Linked DNA regions of Hordeum vulgare: region 2 is linked to region 1. The links are chromatin contacts, called in public Hi-C maps. All regions are on one chromosome and are shown on one strand. The core of a region is the stretch at or near the end of the contact, and the rest is flanking DNA. Distances in the headings are between cores, read along the strand shown. Region 1 holds the start of LOC123426357 (MADS-box transcription factor 15-like). Region 2 holds the start of LOC123426358.

The links. Hi-C and Micro-C count contacts between places; a contact is called where the count stands out from the background.
Region 2: a contact with region 1 is called in a Hi-C map of seedling, with 3 times the contacts expected there. The contact joins the promoter of LOC123426358 here to the promoter of LOC123426357 in region 1. A contact is called at or near these places in 1 of 6 Hi-C or Micro-C datasets (seedling) and 1 of 1 datasets of contacts at active chromatin or transcription factors (embryo).

The regions. Positions count from the first base shown.
Region 1 is chr2H:381,296,046-381,299,853 of MorexV3_pseudomolecules_assembly, reverse strand. It overlaps LOC123426357 (MADS-box transcription factor 15-like), which reads right to left and starts at 1,400. Exons shown (of 8, transcript XM_045110168.1): 1 at 1,035-1,400. The coding sequence starts at 1,219.
Region 2 is chr2H:381,610,326-381,613,880 of MorexV3_pseudomolecules_assembly, reverse strand. It overlaps LOC123426358, which reads right to left and starts at 2,260. Exons shown (of 7, transcript XM_045110169.1): 1 at 1,936-2,260; 2 at 1-1,725. The coding sequence starts at 2,125.

The DNA of each region.
Region 1 (3,808 bases), core at 151-2,650:
CAAGAACCGAAGAAGAGCAAGAAGAGGGATTTTTTTGGTATAATTTAACAAAGACGTACGTAGCGATGTACCATGCATAAGTCGTGCTGACTGCATGTTTAGAGAGGCAGAAGAAGATGTGAGGCGATTAATTCACCGAGCGCCGTCGATTACATGCGTGTCTGTCACTGGCTCACTGCCCAGCTCACTTCTTGGAAGCTGTGATTATTATTGATGGTTTTTAAAAAAATGAAAACACGCATGTGATTTTGGGTCACAAAGAAAAACCAAATCACTTGACGGGGGAACTAGAAAGCGAATAAAATACTCCTTGTAGTACAATCGAGTCTAGAACGACGTGGATGAGGAAAGCAACAAAAATCATCTAATTACGCGCTGGGGCTGGGGCTGGGGCTGGGGCGGGTCAGTATAATCTAATCTGCCTTCTCGTGTCACATTCACATGGTGTCCTACGCTGGCTATATAGGTGAATGTGAATTAAAGAAAGAAAGGCGACCGTGGATCCCCAAAAAGGAAAGGATCAGTCGGAGGCAAGAGGAAAAGGCAAAAGTGGGGAGCACGAGAAAGGAAATTGGAGAAGACGAGCCAGCTAGTGAGCGAGGACTGAGGAGAAATCAAGTCGTTACCCAAAATAAGCAAGCAGCTGCATAAAATCATCAGCTGTAGCACACAAACAAACTCAGAATAGGCAGGGATGGGTGGCAGGGGCTGGGTAGTAGAAACTGCAAAGAGGTGAGGAAGCACATGCGGTACGGACACCAAACCGGTGAGCACATGGAGATGGATCGATGCCAGAAATGGCAAAACAGACAGGGAACTTTTCCGGCGCCATGGCATCAGAGGCCAGAAACGGCAAGAGCTACGATGCAGCTGGCGGGGGAAGAGCGGAGCGTACGGCGGTACGGTGTTGCCTCTCTATATCTATATGTATCTAGTAGTATGATGCAGCGGCATGGGCATATGGCAGAGGCAGAAATGGAAAGGAAATGGATCGAGACGGAAGCTAGCTAATATAGGCATGGGCGGAGGGATACCTGGAGTCGGTGGCGTACTCATAGAGCTTGCCTTTGGGGGAGAAGACGATGACGGCGACCTCTGCGTCACAGAGGACGGAGATCTCGTGCGCCTTCTTCAGGAGCCCGTTGCGGCGCTTGGAGAAGGTCACCTGCCGATTTATCTTGTTCTCTATCCGCTTCAGCTGCACCTTACCGCGACCCATCCCGATTTCACGATCTAGGTGTCGGCTGCTGTGCCTATGGCGCGCACGGCGGCCGGAGTGGGAGGAGGCGAGACGTCGCTGGTTCGCCGCGGCGGTGAGGGGAGATGGGATGCAGCTTTAAAGAGGGGAGAGGAAGAGGATGGATGGATTTGTGGTGTAATTGGGGGAGGGTGCGATCGAGTGTGGTTCCGGAGCCGGTATGCTGTCGAGCGTCTATTGGCTGGGACGCCTAAATTGGCCCCACAGGCGCAGCCTCAGTCTCTCTCTCTCTCGAATCTCGATATTGTGTGTGTTTAGCAGCAGCAGCAGCAGCAGCAACAGCAAGCACATAAAAAAATGGCAGTGCAGGTTTAACTCCTCCATCCATCGTCCCCATGTGTGATGGGTCTGCACCTCGTACGGTCGAACCCAAACGCAGGCCAGCCCATCTTCACTTCTTTTTCTTTCTAAATCTGCCTTTGAGTATCTCTGCTTTCTTGTCTCTTTGATTGGTCCCACTTTCTCTCTCTTGACTGGAACCTCTTTGACTCGCGCAGAATTACATGAACATTTTTTCTTATTATTATTTTTTTCAATCCAAAATATAATCCTTTCTTTTCGTACATTGACATACTTTTTTTAATGTAATTTGACCACCGGTATCTACTTCTTCTGAGCATGTTTACGAGTCCTCGTCATATTTTCAGACAAAATTTAAGAGTCGGTTTAATAAAAAAATAATATAAGTTACATGTCATAGAAACTATACCACTAGTTTTTTTTAAAAGATTGCAATGGTTTCTTGTACAATATAATTCATATACATTAGGTAAATCAATGGTCAAGTTTTTATGCAAAGGGGAGCTAGGTGGAAGGACTTGCATCTCATTGGTCCATCATAGTACCCTAGTTTTGAAGGGGAATAGAGGGATTGGTGGAATATTTGTTGTATTGCTTGAGCCTCATGGGCATATATATATAGGAGTACATGATCAACTTGGAGTACAAGACAAGCCAGAATAATTCCTAGTCTATCTTATGTTTCCTAACTAATCAATATACTCAACATTCCCCCGCAGTCACAACGACAGCGACGCAGGCGGTGAGACTAGAGAAGAATCCGAAGGTAAGCCAACGGTCATCCCCCACACAGTCGTAACGGTTGATGCATCGCGGAAGTTGTGGCTGGAGTGGAAACCGACGAGGTTGCACAAGCAAGGCGGTGGCCCTTTGTGCCGGTGTCGAGGTAGCCGGGAGCATACAGTGGTGTAGCCGTGGTCGAGGTAGCCATGCGAAGAATGCCGTGGTCGATGTCGAGTCTGGGTAGCCGGTGCCGTGGGAGTCGCCGTGGAGCCGTGGGTGCAAGGAGGCGCCGAGTCAGTCATGGGCACAATGGTGTCGAAGTAGTGATGCGTCGGGAAGGAGACGTAGTTGACGACGCGTTGCGCCGGGTTTGCCAAGCCCGGGGACACTTTGAGGACGAAGGCGTGCGTCGGTGTTGCCAGTATCACGCATGCGTAGATGGACGAAGTCGTTGTTGGGGATGCGTAGCTCCAGGCTTTCTAGGCTTGGGAACACACCGAGGACGAAGCACGCGTCGGTGTTGCCGGCACCGAGCATGCGTAGATGAGGGACCAGCACAAGCTATACGTCATGTCGAGGAGTCGGGGTAGACGACGTCGACGCTGGCAAGGAGCTGGTGCGGGACGAAGATGAAGGAGGTGTACAAGCGTCACGACTCGGTTGAGCGAGCTGCGACGCCAAAGGAGAGCGGTGGCGGCGTCCTGAAGGCGGAGGCGGCGGCGGCGGTGGCAGCTGGGTAGGTATGCGGCGGCAATGCTCGAAGTAGGCAAGGAAGAACCCGACAGCATGATGAAGACCGGTGCGGACGATGGCGTTCACGCGCCAAAGGAGACGACGCGACGCATATCATAGGAAGTCGATGCGCGTGGACGGCGGAGTGGACCGTGCGCCACGTTGCTACGACCCGAAGGGGCGACGAAGCGGTAGCTCGCGGCTCGGGACAACGATGGGAAGTCCTCGAGGCGGTGGCGTAGATCGCATGCCGCAACACGGCGACCCGATGGGGCGGCGTAGCGGCAGTGCGCGGCAATGCAGCCGAGGGGAGAACCACGGGGCGTTAGTGTCGTGGGAACGAACCTGACATTAGAGGTGAGAGGTATGAAAGGAGAGGGCAGAGTCCTAGCTACGGCAAGCTTGTACACATGATGTATGAGTTCACGCCCCTCTCGTGGAGGCACAACCCTACATCTCAGTGCTCTGGAGATCTTGTCATGTGGAATGTGTGTGTTACACGGGGTGTGAACCCTTGTGCTAGAGGGGAGGGGTGGCTTATATAGAGTGTGCTGCCCCTCATCAAGGCCCAGGCAACCAAGGGTTCGATTAATAAAGACAAAGGCGTGTGTTACTGATAACGTACTAATAAATGTTACTTAAGACGACCCTTCGAATGCCCGCTCGTTGGCCTCCCTGGAGTGGCTTCTAAACTTCTGCGGTCGACTGGCTTCTAGTTCTTCAGAGTGAAAGTCTTTCGTCGAGTGAAGGGAGAAAGTCTCCAAGTGGATGTTCTACCGAGTGACCCATGTCGAG
Region 2 (3,555 bases), core at 1,011-3,510, 310 kb before region 1:
ATGCATCCAACAAGGTAGAAGGGGGTTGCTCCTGGTTCTTCCTCTTCCATTTGTTGAGCTTATTCTTCTTCATCTGTGGTACCCCCTTCTCTGCAATGTTTACTCCAGGACGGTTTGGATCCTCTCCATTTTTAGGGCTAATACTAGCTTCACCATCCTGTGGTGCACCATCACCATTCATAAAGCTATTTCCAGATTCAGCTGCCACAACAGCACCAGTATCAAGTACAACAGAAGGGGATCCTTCCTTTTTATTTTTTCGTTTCTTGGGCTTACGCTTCTTCTTCTCCCGTGTCCCCTTCTTTGCCATGTTAACCTCTGGACAGTATGGATCCTCTACTGTGCTCATACTAACTTGAGCATCTCCCAAAGCATCATCCCCATCTGTGCAGACATTTCCAGATTTCTCTGCCTCAACAGCACCATCATCAGACACAGCAGCAGGGGATTGCCCCGGCTTATTCTTCTTCCATTTTCTGGGTTCAGGCTTCTTCCTCTCCAGTGTCTCCTTCTCCACAATGTTTACCGCGGGACAGTTTTGACCCTCTCCATTTCTGGGACTCATAGTAACATCAGCACCTCTGGATGCAGCTTCCACATTTGTGCTGCCACGTCCTGATTTATCTGGCACAACATCACCGGCATCCAACAAGGTAGAAGGGGATTGCTCCTGGTTCTTCTTCTTCCATTTGTTGAGCTTATTCTTCTTCATCTGCGGTACCCCCTTTTCTCCAATGTTTACCCCAGGACGGTTTGGGTCCTCTCCAATTCTAGGGCTAATACTATCTTCACCATCCTGTCGTGCACCATCACCACTCATACATCTATTTCCAGATTCAGCTGCCACAACAGCACCAGTATCAAGTACAACAGAAGGGGGTCCTTGCTTATTATTTTTTCGTTTCTTGGGCTTACGTTTCTTCTTCTCCCGTGTCACCTTCTTTGCCATGTTAACCTCTGGACGGTATGGAACCTCCAATGTGCTCATATTAACTTGAGCATCTCCCAAAGCATCATCCCCATCTGTGCAGACATTTCCAGATTTCTCTGCCTCAACAGCACCATCATCAGACACAGCAGCAGGGGATCGCCCCTGCTTAATCTTCTCCCATTTTCCGGGTTCAGGCTTGTTCCTCACAAGTGTCTCCTCCACAATGTTAACCTCGGGACTGTCTTGACCCTCTCCATTTCTGGGATTCGTACTAATTTCAGCAACTCCTGGAACGCCCTTCCCACCTGTGCTGTCATTTTCAGATTTACCAACCACAACGGCGGCATCCACTACAGCAGGAAAGGATGGTTCATGCTTGTTCTTATTCCGTTTCCTTCGCTTGGGCTTCTTACCCTTCGGTACATACTGTTCTTCATTGTTTACAGCAGAAAAGCCAAGATCCTCTTCATTTCTGGGACGCCTACTTGCTTCATCATCTCCTGGTACATCTTCCACATTTTTGCAGCCAATTCCGGATTTGTTTGCCTCAACAATAGCATTGTCATCAGACACGGCAGAAGAGGATGGATCCTGCATAATCTTCTTATTCCTTTTTCTTTTCTTGCTAACCTCAGAGTCTCCTAGAACACCTTCGCCATCAGTGCAGTCATCACCTGATTTACCCGTGGCGGCAGCATCAGCACCCGATGCAGCAGCACAGGGAGATTGCTTCCTCTTATTCTTCTTCCGTTTGTTGAGCTTAGGATTCTTTTCCCTGTCCGTTGCGCCCTTCCCTGTAGAAGCCATAAAATCAGTTGGGCTAAACATGCTTTCTCCAAGCAACACAAGGAAAACAAGAAAAGATTGGCGTGGCTAGTGCAAATCAGGGGCAGGAAGCAAAACATTCGACTACCAGATGGATAAACCATAGGCCCTGGCCGCAGCCACGGACACACGAATGTTCACAATTTCAACGAGATCCACAGCCGGGCGTAGGTGCGTACCTTCAACGGCGGGATCCAGTGCGTGAAGGGTGGCGGAGGCCTCCTGCGCGGCCCTGGCGTCGCCGCCCCGTCGCCTGCTCCTCCTCAGCGTGGCTGGATCAGAAGCGGCCGCGGGAGCCTCCCGCTGGGCAGCCTCCTCCGGCGCACCCGTAGCGGCGGCCACGCCCCGCCGCTTGCCCTTCTTCCCCATCTGATCTAATTTTTCTAGGACAGGCAAATGATGGCTGAGAATACCGAGCGCACCAGGGCGCAGACGTGGTTTCGGCAGCGGCGGCGGCGCTGCCTGCTTTGCAAATTGCGACCGGCGTTTGGATTAGGTTTAAGCGACGCATCGGGTTCGATTTGTCACCCGCGCGCCAACACGCAAAGGCCTGCTACTATATTGGGCCGTACGAGCTTGGGCTGTGCCTCTACGAATAAGGCTAGCCACACTATTGGTATCTTAACTAGTAACACTAGTTTAGTGCCCGTGCGGTGCCACGGGCTTTTAATTTATTTTTAGGTTACAGAGGCTAAGATAACCTTTTGAACTTAATACTTGGTCATTTACTCCACCGCTATGAAGCACACAAATTAATGGTAATATTTCACATAACAAATAAAAATGACTTCACATGTTAAACTTGTTAATTCATTGCTAGATTTGAAATGGGCACCATGGCAGTAATTCTGATACTTATTCCTTCCTATATTATCATTTAAGGAAAAGTTAACTAATTACCAATCATTGCAAAAGGGGTGGCAATTGAACCCCTTTTGATAGCAGGTTTAGTTTTGAGACGAGATCATATAGTGACAATTTGAAAAACTAAAATTTCCTTCTCTCACAGAAATCGCCATGTCATTCTAAAGAAACTATCATCCCCTCTAACTGAAAATGACAATGAAATCGTTCGCAAATGCCACCTCCTCCTGGCGACCGTTCGTCAACAAAGCGGGTCCATAATTTATGTAGAAAACAAGTCAAATAGGCACTAAAATGAATACAAAAGGATGTATGACAAGAGCTACAACATAAATTGTGTTGCAATCAAATAACAATAGCACCGGTTAAGGATCCCATTCCATTTCTCCTCCCATCCTACTACGCCTTCGGCATGCCTCCCCTCATAACCCGCCTCCCTGTACCGAATCTTTTTCAATACTTCCGTGGGTTTTCACACTCCCACTTTACTCTTCTATACGGTACTCCCTTTCTTGGATACCCCCTTTCGGGGTATTTCACCCTCTCACGTTTTCTTTTCTTGTATAATTATATGCTTGTAAAAAATTAAAACCAAGCATCAGGGACAACTAAACCTGGACCGGAGATGAGCGTAAGCGCACACACACTCACACCCGCACACGAGCGCGCGCACACATACGCATGCACACATCACAAGGTAGACTATTTTGAGTTCCTGCTCCAGTACTTTCCTAAGAAGTATTTTGGTCCTGCATTCTACATTCTCAGTTTAATGCTTCACTAAAAAAGGAGGTAACTTGAAGCGATCCTTGTATATAAAAACACAATCTAGGATATTCTTACATACAACTTTATTTTGCTTCACAATAATTTTTAAAGCAGATAAAAAAACATGTACAAGGACTGCTATTGGGATAACTAATGGTCATTTTTTT